Regions from separate parts of the Sus scrofa genome. Here all the other regions are linked to region 1. The links are chromatin contacts, called in public HiChIP or PLAC-seq maps. All regions are on one chromosome and are shown on one strand. Each heading gives the region's core, a stretch centred on a gene start, on an enhancer-like site or on the middle of the called end of the contact. The rest is flanking DNA. Distances are from core to core; before and after follow the strand shown.

Region 1 (4,631 bases), core at 1,308-3,807:
CCAAAGAGAACAGTCAGCCCACACAGCCTTAAGCTGGTACCCGCACTCAACCGTGTTTCCTCCCTTCTCTGCTCCTCAGTTTCCTCTTAACCAGAGTTCCTGTTATGTCTCAGTGGGTTAAGAATACAACCTAGTGGATTTCCTGCTGCGGCGCAGCAGAAGTGAATCCAACTAGTATCCATGAGAATGCAGGCTCGATCCCTGATCTCGCTCAGTGGGTTAAAGATCTGGCATTGCCAGGAGCTGTGGTGTAGGTCGCAGATGTGGCTCAGAACCCACATGGCTCTGGCTGTGGCGTAGGCTGGCAGCTGTAGCTCTGATTCAACCCCTTAGCATGGGAACTTCCATATGCTGAGGGTGCAGCCCTAAAAAAGCAAAAAAAAAGGTCCACAACATAGTGTCCTTGAGGATGCAGGTTTGATCCCTGTCCTTGCTCAGTGGGTTAAGGATCTGGCATTGCCGCAGTTGCAGCATAGGTCTCAGATCCAGTATTGCCGTGGCTGTGGTGCAGGCCGGCAGCTGCAGCTCCGATTTGATCCTTAGCCTGGAAATTTCCGTATGCCACAGGTGCGGCTGTAAAAAATAAATAAATAAATAACAATGTTTAAAAAAAATTTTTCCTCTTACCAAGTTGGGTCAATAGTTGCTTACCCCCACCTCCAATGGCTATCTCTGAGGGTTCCATGATCAAATGTGTGAGGTTTATGAATTCCTGCTATAGGGCTGGGGCTTAATAACCACTGGGAAAATCGTAGCAATTCTGTTTATTGTTATTTTTTCTGTCCTGCCCAGTACAGCATGGAGCGCCCACTAGTTGCCCCAAGCGGGGTTACTTAGTCTTGCAGAAGCTTCTACAAAGGAAATGGGTTTTGTGAATGGCTCCAAAAGGTCAGATGGGGGATTGTCCAGCTATTGGGGACTTCAGGGGAACCCCAGCTTCCATGAATGTGGCCATGCAGGCTGGGGTTTCCCCAGAACTGGAAGGGACCAGGCTAGGGAGGCTGGGGGACTGGGCTGTTTTCTGGGCCAGGGATGGGTGTTTCCTCCCGTGCAATCCAGACCCTTGTCCCGTCAAGGCCCTACAAAGTCTGAATGTCTCAGTTACTTCCCTGACACTCCCAGCCTTCTCGCCTTTATCTGGACTGTTTTTTTTTTGTTTGTTTTTTTTTTAATCTTTTTGTCTTTTTGCCATTTCTGGGGCTGCACCCACGGCATATGGAAGTTCCCAGGCTAGGGGTCTAATCGGAGCTGTAGCTGCCGGCCTGCGCCAGAGCCACAGCAACACCAGATCCAAGCCAGGTCTGCGACCTACACCACAGCTCATGGCAACGCTGGATCCTTAACCCACTGAGCAAGGCCAGGGATCGAATCCGCAACCTCATGGTTCCTAGTTGGATTTGTTAACCACTGAGCCACGATGGGAACTCCTATCTGGGCCATTCTTTCCTCCCTCCCACACTGCTGTCCTGTCCACACCTTCCCAGGCTTACAAACCCAGATGTGCCACCTCTACCCGCAGCCTGGGGCAACTCTCCCTCTGGTAGCTTTATTTCCCAAACCTCACTTCTCCCATTTTACAGAAGGGGAAGTTGAGGCTCCACCACTTGAGGTGCCCAGCACAGTCCCAGGGCAAACCTGGCTCTGGCTGATTCCTGCCATCCTGGGTCTTCCACGGGCTGATCCCTCACCCCCACCCCATGTACACACTATAGGCTTTCAGTTATGACTGCTCCGACTCGGCTTCTCCTCCAGCAAGGGAGCTGGCTGAAAGGAGGGATGGCCTGCTCTCCCCAAGCCCTGGAGGATAGAAAGAAGAAATGCCAGATTTTTTTCTCTCCCACCCCCAAGCCAGGAGTGGGGGACCAAGAGAAGGGAGGTGCCCCTCCCTGCTCTGGCTTCTGCTTTCTGGCCCAGCTGTGGCCAAGCCTGAGTCAGCCTCACGGGACCACGCTGTTGGATCTGGAGCTTCAGGGCTGGGGAGCCTGAGAGGGGGAGGGGGAGAAAGTTGGGAAGAAGGGTCCTGGGCCAGGCTAGAGGGAGGGAACGGGGATGCGGCAGCCCCTGCCCACTCTCAGGCAGAGGATCGGCCACCCCCACCCACATCAGAGCACAGGGTGGGAAGGCAGGGTCTCTGGGCTAGGGAGGCGGGGCGGGGCTAGGTCAACCTGGCCGCCCCCAAGAGGGATCCCTGGGCCCAGAGTGGCCCTCCTAACTCTCGGTCTTGCTGTGTCTCTGTCTCTAAGCCCCCACCTCACCTCTGCTCAAGATGCTCAAGCCTCACACGGCTGGTCGGGGCTGATTGCGGGAAAGGGACGGGGGAGATCGAAGAGCAGCTCATGGTCCATGCGACTGGGGGCCCAGCACCTGGTGGGGGTGGGGGTAGGGTGGAGCTCAGGTGGAAAAGGTACACCCAGAGAGGGAGAGAGAGGAGAGAAGAAAGAGAGAAAGAGAAAGAAGGAAAGAGAGAGAGAAGTCGAGATGCTTAGAGACGCCGCCCGGGCCCCCGAGGGGCGTGGGCACCAGGGGGCGGGTTCGGCAGGGGGGCTGGGCCACCGCCGGCTTAAAGGCGGCTCTTTCCCGGGGCAGCTGCTTCTGCCGTCGTACGTTGGCCCCTCCGTCGTGATGGCCTCGTCGCCTCTCCTGCCGTTCCTGCCTCTGCTGCTGCTGCTGCTGCTGGAGGTCCCCGCGGCAGCGCCGGCGTCCCCGCTGCAGTCACTCCTCCAGGGGGCGGCCCCCTGCAAGGTAGGGACGGCTACTCGGCGGGAGGGACAGCGGGGACTGGCGCCCCAGTAGGGGGCCGGCGGCTCCTCCCCTCTCCCCAGACTTCGGCGGAGTCGACCGGGCTCGGGAAGGTGCTTCTCGGATCGGTACTGACCCCCTCAAAAAACACCCCGCCTCGCTGGTCACACTTTCCTTTCTCTTTCGCTTCCTTCTGAAATCTGAGTCGCTCAGCTATCCCCCACCCATCCCCCCGCAATTCCCCCACCCACCCCCCGCAATTCCCCCACCCCATCCCAGGGTGCATTGAGCACCTACTGTGTACCTCTGGAGCGGGAATCAGAATCTCTCTTTCAGCCCAGGGGAAGCCCGGATTACCTAAGCGCCCACCCGCATTCGTCAGGGGCTCCCGGGAGGAGCTCGCGTGTTTCTGGTGCGGAGGAAGCAGATGCCCCGGAGTCTGAGCGACTTGCTCACAGACGCGGGCGACCGCCACCCCTCAGCTGTAGCCGGAAGTCAGCACCTATTAGGCGCCGCCTCTGCAGTAGCCTTGGGAGGGGTTCAGTGAGCCCGCTGAGAGGAAGAATTTAAAAAGGAGTCAGCGCGGGTATAGACGCTCGCTCAGCTCCCGGCCAGGGCTCTGGGGATGAAGTGACAAATGAGCATGCTTTCGCGGTACGCACCGCTCAGAAGGCAGGATTGACGGCAGGGATCAGAAGTGAGCATGCCTTGAATTCTTACTGCTTGCAGTCCCCCCGCGTGGGGAGTTTCACCTAACCTGGAGGAAAGCAAGACTTGTGCATACATGAACTGCCTACTGTTTTCGAATCTTTTTCACATCCATTTTGCAGACAGACTGAGATTTAGGAAGATTTAGGGATGCTGTGAAGCCTTTAAGTCAGGATTCCATCTGGCAAGGTCTGGAAGGAGTGTATCACTTCCTGTTTGCAGCTCTTTTTCTGCAAGAGAACCAAGCAGGACTTCGTTTGATTTCACACCCCTTTCTCCCACGCAGGCCGGTGAGCCATGCCTGCAGAGACCCGTGGGGAAGTCTGACCCTCCACCTGTCAACGTGAACCTCTACTATGAGTCGCTGTGCAATGGCTGCCGGTACTTCCTAGTCCGAGAGCTCTTCCCCACGTGGCTGATGGTCTGGGAAATCCTCAATGTCACACTGGTACCCTATGGAAACGCCCAGGTGTGTGGGCACCAGGGAAACTGGGGGCACTCGGCCAGGGGAAGGGAATGCGGCTGGTGGGGGGCAGCCAGCATTTACCCCATTGCCTTTCAGGAACGAAATGTCAGCGGCAGGTGGGAATTTACGTGCCAGCACGGCGAGCAGGAGTGCAAGATGAACAAGGTGGAGGTGAGCAGCCCCAGAGTTCCCGAGTGGGGGGCATAGAGGCTGAGGAGTCTACTGGTGATAAGGAAGGTGAAATCAAGACTCAGAAGGGATTGCCTTATGTCCTAAGGATACCCTCTTTGATATCACTAAGAAGATAACCTCAATCAATATTGCCTATGCCTGTTCCTGCCCACTAATCTTGCCACCTTCCTTAATCCCACTAATAATAATCTCATCACCTTCCTTAATAAAAGTCATGTGGGCTAAAGCCTAGGTGCCTTTGTTCTACGGAACAGAGGAACAGAGTACCTCCTGGTCCCCCACTTTCTAAATGTAAAAAAAAAAAAAAAAAGAAAAAGAAGGGATTGCCACAAGCGCCATTCTTTTTCCTGTGTGCCTCCATTTAATCACTTCTTCATTCTCTATGTTGGTTTTGTCTGTTCATTTGTTTGTTGATTGGTCTTTTTAGGGCCGCACTCTTAGTAGCATATGGAAGTTCCCAGGCTAGGGGTCGAATCGGAGCTACAGCTGCCAGCCTACACCACAGCCACAGCAACGCCAGATCTGA
Region 2 (4,631 bases), core at 1,171-3,670, 75 kb after region 1:
TTGCTTTTTTTAGGGCTATACCCATGGCATATGGAAGTTCCCAGGCTAGGGGGCGAATTGAAGCTATAGCTGCCAGCCTACACCACAGTCACAGCAATGTGGGATCTGAACCACATCTGTGACTTACACCACAGCTCATGGCAACACTGGATCCTTAATCCACTGAGCAAGGCCAGGGGTCAAACCTGCATCCTCATGGATACTAGTCAGGTTCTTAACCCGCTGAGCCACAACAGGAACTCCCCACCTCCCTCTGGATGCCTCTTTCCCTATTACACCAGACAGTACACACCCACTGCCTAGGGTGATCTGGAGGACTTAGTGCACCATATGAGTGCTCAGTGGGAAACCAAAGTGCCCTTGTCTGAAGTCTCTTATCTGACATCCAATCCGGCTTGGACCTTCCCTGCCCCCTATTCAGGGCTCTGAAGATAGATGCCCTCTGGATATAGGGAATGGCTACACCCGCAGGCAGCACGCTGGGCAACTCTTTTAAACTTTCTGGGACTCCGTTTCTCTGTCTGTAAAATGGACATCACAGGAAGTCAGAGACTCTGAGAAGTCACACAGGTGTCTGGCACATAGCGACACAATGCTGCAAGCAGGCACAGAGCCACCTCTGAGCACCCAAGGAGGATCAGCCCTAACCTTCTTCCCCAGGTACCTGGAAGGTCCCATGGCTAAACTCAGAGTTTTAAGGGGACGCAAAAGGAACAGTGAGTGAATCAAGGCTCTGAAGCCCCCACTGCCTTGCTCCAGCTACTCCCTAGCTCCTACCCCATCCTAAACGTTGAGCCCCGGGGCCAGGCTGAGGGTGGGTAAAGAGTTCATGACTCACTGCCCACAATTACTTCCTTTCCAGTTCCAGGCTGCTGGGCAGCTTCACTGCTTGCAAGTTCATTCATCAACTACTCCCTGCCCCACCCCTACCCACTCTGCCCTGTACTGATCTTTGTGCTTCTACCCTGCCTCACCCCAAGCAGTAGAAATGCGGAAATAACATCCAGTACTGGGCCCAGGAGGGAGCTTGGTTCATAAACAGACCTCCATTTCTCGGTCCAATTTCCCAGGCCCTGTGGGGATGACAGATGAGTCTAGAAGTAGCATGGTGCACTAGCCTTATTTCATCCCCATTTTACAGGTGGGGAACTGAGGCTTAGAATAGTTTAACATCTGGCCTGAGGTGACAGAGAGAGAGGGAAGAGGGCCCCTTAAGGACCTCAAAGAAACCAAGGACTTAAGAGTCCAGCCTCCCCAAACTGCCTCCCACCATCATTTGAAGATGAATCCAGAGGACGAGAGGTTTCTGCTGAAATGAAGATGACTCGGGCCACAGTGGACCCTAAGCCAAACCAGACGTCTGAGGAGTTAAATTTTTCAATTGAACGGAGGAAAACTAATGGACCTGGAAAGAGGAGGTGGTGGTGGGGGCACAAGCTCCACTGAGTACCTGGCACAGAGCAGAGTTGACCAGAAGGTAAAGTGGGGCTGTTTCTGCACACTGTGCCAGGAGTTTGCCTTGCCCAGAGACTCCTGGACCAGGAGGCTGGCATGAGCCAAGTCAACTAGTTCTAATCTGGGTCCACCACAGGCTGAGCCTCAGTTTCCTGAGCTATGAAATGGGGACAAATGTACTGCCTTCTGAGTGAAGTCTTCGCTGTAAGAGTCTCAGGCTTGGTGGCCGCCACTCTGACATTCCAGGTTTGGGGTGGGGACGTGGGTCAGAGGGAATGATGACTTGGTGGGATGGGAAGGGCTGCAATAATTTCTTCTCTGCCCTGGGAACTGTCTCAAAGTGAAGCAGAAAGTAACTGTCAGGCGCCAAGAACTCCCAGGGGCCATAGATGCTCAGTGACCAAAAAGTGAGCCCTCCTCCTGCCCACCCCGCCTCCTCATGGTCCTGGCGTCCCTACTCTTTGAGGACTGGCTAGGAGAAACTGAGGTTTGAAATAGAACCTCAGACTGGGTGTGAGGCACTCAACTAGCCTCTCCCTGGTTCGGGTCACGCTGGCTTGGCAAAACTGGGAGCTCTCTGGGCTGGGGTAGGGGGTGGAGACGCTGTAGTGTTCCCACTGTTCTCGTGACCTCCCCACCTTACTTCTGGTAGAAAGAACAGCCCTTTGGGAGATAGGGGGCACCTGCAGACCAGCCTGCGGGAGAAGTCTAGCCGCCAGATGTGTGGCTAGGCCATACGCCCTCTCCGGCTTCGTGGAAGCCGGATCTCCTTTTTACCTGTTTTTACCTGAAATGTCAGTAGAAAATTCTCACCAGAAGGTATCAGCGGCAGCAAGAGAACCAACAGCAGAAGAGGCAGCGGCGGCAGCTGGGAGCCCGCCATTCTTGCGACGGGAAGCGGAGGGCGGGCTCTGCACAGGTGTGTGGCAGGTGCCGGCTTCTTACCCCTGCGCGTCCCCTGCTGGCAGCACGCGGGGCTGCTCAGGGGAGCGTCAGAGGCGGACCCTCGGGACATAGGGCCTCCAGGGGGCGCTACTGCTCACCAGAGGTGACACTCCTGACCCCCTTTCTCCATCTGGCCTACCCACCTCTCCTAACGAACTCTCCTGGTTCATGACTCTGAAGCAGTTACACTCTGCCTAGTCCCTCAGGACACCTCTACCCCTTCCAGTTCCCCCTGGTGCCCCCGCCGCTCTGGTCCCCCTCTGTGGCTGCTCCAAACTCATGCTGTCACCGCCCGCTGCACCTCCTCTTGGGCAGGCTGCCCCTTCTGGGTGTCCCCAGCCCTTGCCTTCCCTCTCTGCCCTGTCCCTGATCCCACCAACTAAGGATGTCTGTGTCTGGCTCTCCCTCACCCAGACTAGGGTCCCTTGAGGTAGACCCAGCCTCCCCCCACCCCCCCATGCCCTGGATCAAGATGTGGCTAGAACTCTCTCTGGTATTTCCTGAATGAGGCACACATGCATGCACCCATAGGACTTTCAAGGGCCAAGGGACTCATGACGGCCCTTCTAGGTCAGGTCCCCAGAGACTGGCTTCTGGAAGGCACTGGGGATGGCCTCCATCTGACACTGTTCCTGTAATCATGGATGGATATCGTGGCACACTGAGGCCACAGTGGCAGCCCTGACCTCCAGGAAAGGCTTAGGGGTGGGCTCCCCAGCCACAGACCCCAAGTGCCAACTCCATGGTTGGAAGTTTTGGGGCCCTCCTGTCCAGGATGTTCCAGATGCCCCCCTAATTCCCCCAACACACCATGCCCAAGATGCCCCATAAGCACAGGTAGACCAAGACTCAGGCTGTGGAGGGCTTTATTCATTAGACCCAGAGAGCCACATGGCTCCTGCCCTGGTGTCCCCCCACCGGTAAGCCAATGTCCTAGACGCCTGGCCACTGCGTGTGCCGTGAGTTGTCCCATGCTGCTGGGCCCAAGAGCGCATCCGTGGTGAGGGAGGCCCGGGTGCAGCGACCACGCCAGCTCGCTTGAAGCATCTTAGCTGCTACCTGCTGCTGCTTCAGCTGGCGGCGTACCCTGAAGCCCCTCCAGGAGGACTGGATGGTGGTGGCTGCCTTGTTCTGGCTATGGGGTTGCGGGGGGCTCCGGGAGGTTGGCTGGATGCTGCAGCCCCGTGGCATGCTGGCCTGGACTACAGCACCCCGGCCGGTACCTTGCACCACCCGCGTGGGCAGGGTGTGGCCACACATGTGGCATGTACGGGGGCTGGAACCCACAAGCATCACCACGCTGGGTGGGCTCCCCAGCCCAGAGCTCAGGGACTGGCAGAGGCTACAAGCGTGTGGCTGGCAGGACTGGTAGCAGCGGTGGTCAGATATTGACCTGGCCCCACCCCCACCCCCGCCCACTGCAGCCCACACAGCTGGGAGCAGCATCTGCTGGGTGTGGCTCCGGCGGACGCAGAAGCCTCTCCACGCAGCCTGGATGATTGTGGCGGCTCTACAGAGCTGGGCCAAGTCCCGCCGCACGCAGTAACCTCGCCAGGCAGCCTGGATGATGATGGCCCACTGGTGCCACACCTTGATGGTACGGCGCACCAGGTAGCCGCGCGTACACGCCTGGATAATGACCGCGGCATGGATGATTATCTTCTCCACAGCCTGCACCGACGCCACCAGCTCCCCTGGCTGGCTGGGATCCACCGCCGCCTTGCCGCCCGTGGCCTCCCATGGCACAGTGCCCCTGGCTGGCTCCCATGTGCCACCAGGGACTATGGTGCTGTTCCTGGGCCCGACTGCGACACTGGGGATGGCGGAGTTCCACGCTTGGCCACCAGACACGCCAGCGTCCTCAGGGCCCTGGAGTACAGCGGGAGTCAGGGATGGCTGGTGACTGTCCAAAGGAGCCCTGGAACTAAGAGAATCCTGAGACACCAGCGGCGACTCGTGGCTAAAAAGGGGCCGCCGGGAACCATCTGGTGAAGACTCATAGCCAAGAGACACCCTGCGAACCCCCGGGTTCAGCCTAGTGATGGCCACGCCGTGTGCCGCCTCACCAGTGCGGATTATTGGCATGATGGCCGGCACCGCACCTGTGGAAGGGCGTGGAACTTCCTGTAAGGACCTGGGGGCATCCTCCTGCTCCTGATGGGGGGGCACGGTATGGGCCTCAGAACTGCTTGGCATCTCTGAGGCAGGGATATCATGCATGGCCCTGTAGG
Region 3 (4,631 bases), core at 1,322-3,821, 66 kb before region 1:
CAATCCCTGGACTCACTCAGTGGGTTAAGGATCTGGCATTGCCATGAGCTGTGGTGTAGATCACAGACACAGCTTGGATCTGGCTTTGCTGTGGCTGTTGGTATAGACCGTCAGCTACAGCTCCGATTAAACCCCTAGCCTGGGAACTCTATATACTGCTGGTGCAGCCCTAGAAAAGGCAAAAAGACAAACAAAACAAAACAAAAAAACTCAGAAATTCCACTGCTAGGTATATACCCAAGAGAACTGGAAGTATATATCCACACAAAAACTTGCACATGAATGTTCGCAGAAGCACTATTCGCAACAGCCAAAAAGTGGAAAACTCAAATGTCTGTTAATGGATCACAAAACAGACAATAGACAAAACATGTCTATCCAGGCATTGAAATACTATTTAGCCATAAAAAAAAATGAAGTAGCGGCATTTGCTGCAATGTAAACAAATCTTGAAAACATCATGATGAGTGAAAAAAGCCAGACACAAAAGGCCACAGGTTTGCATGAGTCCATTTATGTGAAATGTCCAGCACTGGCGAATTCATAGAGAGAGAAATCAGATTGCTGGTTACCAGGGACTAGGGGAGGGACAGAATGGAGGAGTGGCTGCTCACCAGTATAGGGTTCTTTGTTTGTTTTGTTTTGCTTTGTTTTTGTTTTTTTAGGGCCACACCTGTAGCATATGGACATTCCCTGGCTAAGGGTCGAACTGGAGCTGCAGCTGCTGGCCTACACCACAGCCACAGCAATGCCAGATCTTTAACCCACTGAGCAAGGCTAGGGATCGAACCCACATTCTCATAGATACTAGTAGGGTTAGTTAACTGCTCAGCCACGAAAGCAAGTCACAGTATAGGTTTTCTTTAGGGGCTGATGAAAGTGTTCTAAATTTAGATGATTGCACAAGAGGGCTGTGAACATTAAAAACCACAGAACTGTGTACTTTAAAAAGGTGATTTTTTTTTTTTGGTCTCTTAGGGCCACAACCATGGCATAAGGAGGTTCCCAGGCTAGGGGTCTAACCAGAGCTGTAGCTGCCGGCCTACACCACAGCCAGAGCAACACCAGATCCTTAATCCACTGACCAAGGCCAGGGATCGAACCTACAACCTCATGGTTCCTAGTCGGTTTTGTTTCCACTGCGCCTCCCGAAACTCCCTAAAATGGTGAATTTTATGGTAGGTGAATTACAAGTCAATTTCATGGATGAGATAAACAAGTTTTGTCTTGAAGTCTTGATTTTGATGTCCTCAATCTGGCCACTATAACTTGGTGGGATCCTACAGTACCTCACAGGTCATTAGCCAGAGACCCTACCTAGGGTTCCCTCCAATGTAAGAACATTCTCTAATGTCTGGTCAGAACAGGGCGGTAAAGGAGGAAAATTGCAGCTGCAGAGACAGTGGGGCCCTAGTGAAAGAGAGAATGTGAGTGCCATCCTGGGACTTTGGACTTTTCCCAGCCTCCCTTTCCCTTCTGCCAAGTCAGACTGAACAATGATGGTCAAATACCTGTGAGAGGTCTTCATGAGGCACTTGGCTGGGTGCTCAGCTGGCACTCAGCAAAAGCAGTTATCCTCAAAACAAACAAACAAACAAACAAACAAACAAACAAACAAACAAAAAAAACCTAACAACTACAGTGGCAATCTATTCTTGTTAATAAAGATTTATTGGAACAAGGACCAGGATAGGGATGAGACAAGGGAGGCAAAGACATGCAAGGGCAGAGTCTGATCCTCTCATTTAATTAACTTGTTTATTTGGCCGTCGGGCTTATGGACTTCCCCAGGACAGGGATCAGATCCCAGCTGCAATAGCGACCTACCCAGATTAGGCAAGGATCCTATAACCCACTGTGCAGGGCGGGGATTGAACACGTGTCCTGGCATTACAGAGACATTCCTGATCTGGTTGCACCACAGCTAATCCGGTCGCGCCACAGCGGAACTCTTGATCCTGTCTTTACTTAAAATGTTGATGTTTAGCTCATTATGCATTTTTGCATTAGTTTTGATTCTTTAAAATGTTGTATTAAAATACTATATATCTTTTTTTTTTTTTTTTTTGGCCGCCCCTGGGGCATGTGGAAGTTCCTGGGGCCAAGGATAGAACCGTTGCCAAAGTTTGAGCGACCCATGCTGCTGCAGTGACAACGCCAGATCCTTAACCCGCTCCGCCACAAGAGAACTCCAAAATATTATATATCTTGATTACCGATTTATTTGCGGGCCCTTAAATATTGCATGGAGGTGAGTGCCCCACACTCTTCACCCTTGTTGCGGGCCCAGGGCACATGGATTAACTTCTCTGAACCTCAGTTTCCTCATTGGCAAAAGAGTTTTTTTTTTTTTAAATCAGGTGTTTACCTGGTAAAAAGATTTCTAAAATCTGGGAAGATTCATTGAAAAATGTTTACTTCTGGGCTGGAGGGGTGGGGAGGGGCCTGGAAGGGCGGGGCAGGCTCGCCCAAAGTGGGCGGACCTTTCGAGAAAAGCTCTCAAGGAGGGGCGGGGTCACAGCTCGTCAGCTGACCGGCTTGACCAATGGCGCGGGGTGGCGGGGCCTGGCAGGCTGAGGCGGGGCCGGGCGCCGGCCAGCAGTGCGGACTAGCGGGCCATGGACGAGCCAAGTCTCCTGCGACGCCGTGGGCTCCAGGTGAGGCACCAGCGCGGGCGGGAGGAGGGCGCTGGCGGAGTGAACCCAGCCTTCGTGTCGGGGTGGGGGCTTTGGCTGGCCAGGGGCAACTGAGGCAGAGGGCGGGAAGCGCTCTGGAGGCTCCCGCTCGCATCTCAAAGTGCTTTTCGTATGATGGGAAGAGGGTATGCCTATTTGACATACGGAGAAAGTGAGGCTCCGTTGGAGAAAGGGGCTGAGGGTTTCGCTCTCTCCACCAGCAGCATTTGAGCGCTCACCATATATTCATTGTTGTATTAATCATTTTACTAGTGATATATTAAGACTAATTAATGTTTATTAAAACTTGCCTCCTGCCTTCGCAGCGCCACCGCACCCTGCCTCAGCTCAACCCTTAACACAAGCTGGGGAGATTGGGGCTATCCAGACACCCATTCGTCAGTTAAGGAAACAGGCTCAAGTCTAGGAAAGTCACAAACCTTAGGTGGCCCAGCAGGGATTCAGTCCAGCGCCCTTAATCAGCTCTCTGGCGCACAAACCATTGCCAAGTGGCTGTGTGGCTTGGGAAGGGAGCGGCGTTGGCGGGAGGCCCTCTTGCTTCCTTGAACCTCAGTTTCCCCATTCACTATAAGGGCCTTTTCTGACCTGTAACCTCGGGTTTATGTTTGGGAGGCAGTGCCACCAGGAGATAAGAACATAGGCGTTAGGGCTAGCAGAGGCTGATATTCGAACCCACGTGACCGCGGGCGGCAACTTCTTTGACTTCACTGGGCCTCAGTTTTCCCATCTGTGCAATGGGAAGTTAGACATTCTAGCCATTTCCTTCTGAGGTTTAGACGACACTTAAGAAGCCACCATTTGCAAGCAGAGGGCATCCGGGATTCAACATTTACCCGACAAACATTTATTAAGTGCCTGCTGTATGCCCCCTCCCCTCACTCTGGAGAGGCAGGGCAGGGGAGGAGGGGTTCACCCTCTGGAACTCCCTTCCTGGATCCCCCAGCCTGTTGGGGGAGATGGTCCCCTGAGCAGCAGTGGCACTGTAGAGGATCTGCTGTGATGGGCACACTCAGGCACCCCTGGAGAAGGCACATGAACCAAGGGTTGCTGGGTAGCATTGGGACAGAAGAGGCAGCCACTGGTGGCAGGGCAGGGGATAGGTGTTTGGGGAAATGAAAGAGGCTGAAAAAAGCTAGAACCTAGTAAGGACAGGGGTGAAGCTGATGCGGGAGGGGAAAGGTGGCTTTTGAACCCGGGTTGTAGGACTGCAAACTTCTCCAGAGGTAAAGGGCAGCTGCATGTGTTTGGGTTCAAGGTCAGGGAGAATGAAGGTAGAGCTCCAAGGAAGAGACACACACACACACACACACACACACACACACACACACACACACACCACCAACCAGGACATTCGGCGCAGAAAGGGAGGGCTGGGTGTCAGAGACAGCAGTGGGGGCCTGAGCCTAGAGGAGGAGGTGCAGCAGGACTGGTGAGCAGTCGGGTGTTGTGGGGAAACAGGCCCCGCCTGGAGCCCCAGATAGACTTGAGCCCCGCCTGCAGCCTCTTAAAATAGAGAAACTGCCTTCGGGTAGGCGAATGGGGGTGCAGCTGACGTCAGAAAGTGGGGGCCGTTCCATGGCGAAGAGGCACCCATTCCTTAATGATGAGTCCCATGTTACAAAAGGGGAAACTGAGGCTCAGAATCATAGCCACTGTCTACACAGTTGTCACAGAGTATAGGTGACAGTCAGGATCTGGCTTTCCCTCCAGACCAACTCCACACTGGCAGGCCTCCATCCAGATGAATGAGGGCATTCTGGGCAGAAGGAACAGCATGTGCAAGTGCCCAGAGGTATGCAACCATATGTGTTTATGGGGAAGCCATTTCTTAGCAGCAGTAGAACTGGGAGTGTGAGATGGGACCTCCTGCTTTCAGGGCTTCCAGCGCTGATTTTGAAGAGGTCAGACTTTGTCCCAGGGTGATTGGGAGCTATG

What was found. HiChIP or PLAC-seq counts read pairs in DNA pulled down with a chosen protein or histone mark.
Region 2: an H3K27ac HiChIP or PLAC-seq map of alveolar macrophages shows a contact between it and region 1, with 2.3 times the contacts expected there. The contact joins the promoter of LOC100736865 here to the promoter of IFI30 in region 1. A contact is called at or near these places in 1 of 5 promoter capture datasets (liver), 17 of 47 Hi-C or Micro-C datasets (alveolar macrophages, blood, embryonic fibroblasts and 9 more) and 1 of 2 datasets of contacts at active chromatin or transcription factors (alveolar macrophages).
Region 3: a contact with region 1 is called in an H3K27ac HiChIP or PLAC-seq map of alveolar macrophages. The contact joins the promoter of MAST3 here to the promoter of IFI30 in region 1. A contact is called at or near these places in 10 of 47 Hi-C or Micro-C datasets (blood, brain, embryonic fibroblasts and 5 more) and 2 of 2 datasets of contacts at active chromatin or transcription factors (alveolar macrophages and skeletal muscle).

The regions. Positions count from the first base shown.
Region 1 is chr2:59,631,640-59,636,270 of Sscrofa11.1, reverse strand. It overlaps IFI30 (IFI30, lysosomal thiol reductase), which reads left to right and starts at 2,557. Exons shown (of 7, transcript NM_001131046.1): 1 at 2,557-2,742; 2 at 3,734-3,916; 3 at 4,010-4,084. The coding sequence starts at 2,623. It overlaps LOC106507303 (a long non-coding RNA gene), which reads right to left and starts at 3,496. Exons shown (of 2, transcript XR_002341594.1): 1 at 3,097-3,496; 2 at 750-2,735. LOC106507302 (a long non-coding RNA gene) reads right to left here and starts at 176. Exons shown (of 3, transcript XR_001303188.2): 1 at 1-176.
Region 2 is chr2:59,556,696-59,561,326 of Sscrofa11.1, reverse strand. LOC100736865 (PLASMODESMATA CALLOSE-BINDING PROTEIN 4-like) reads right to left here and starts at 2,420. Exons shown (of 3, transcript XM_005654894.3): 1 at 2,269-2,420. The coding sequence starts at 2,338. KIAA1683 reads right to left here. Exons shown (of 2, transcript XM_021083531.1): 2 at 3,250-4,269. The coding sequence ends at 3,334.
Region 3 is chr2:59,697,308-59,701,938 of Sscrofa11.1, reverse strand. It overlaps MAST3 (microtubule-associated serine/threonine-protein kinase 3), which reads left to right and starts at 2,571. Exons shown (of 28, transcript XM_021083495.1): 1 at 2,571-2,657. The coding sequence starts at 2,619.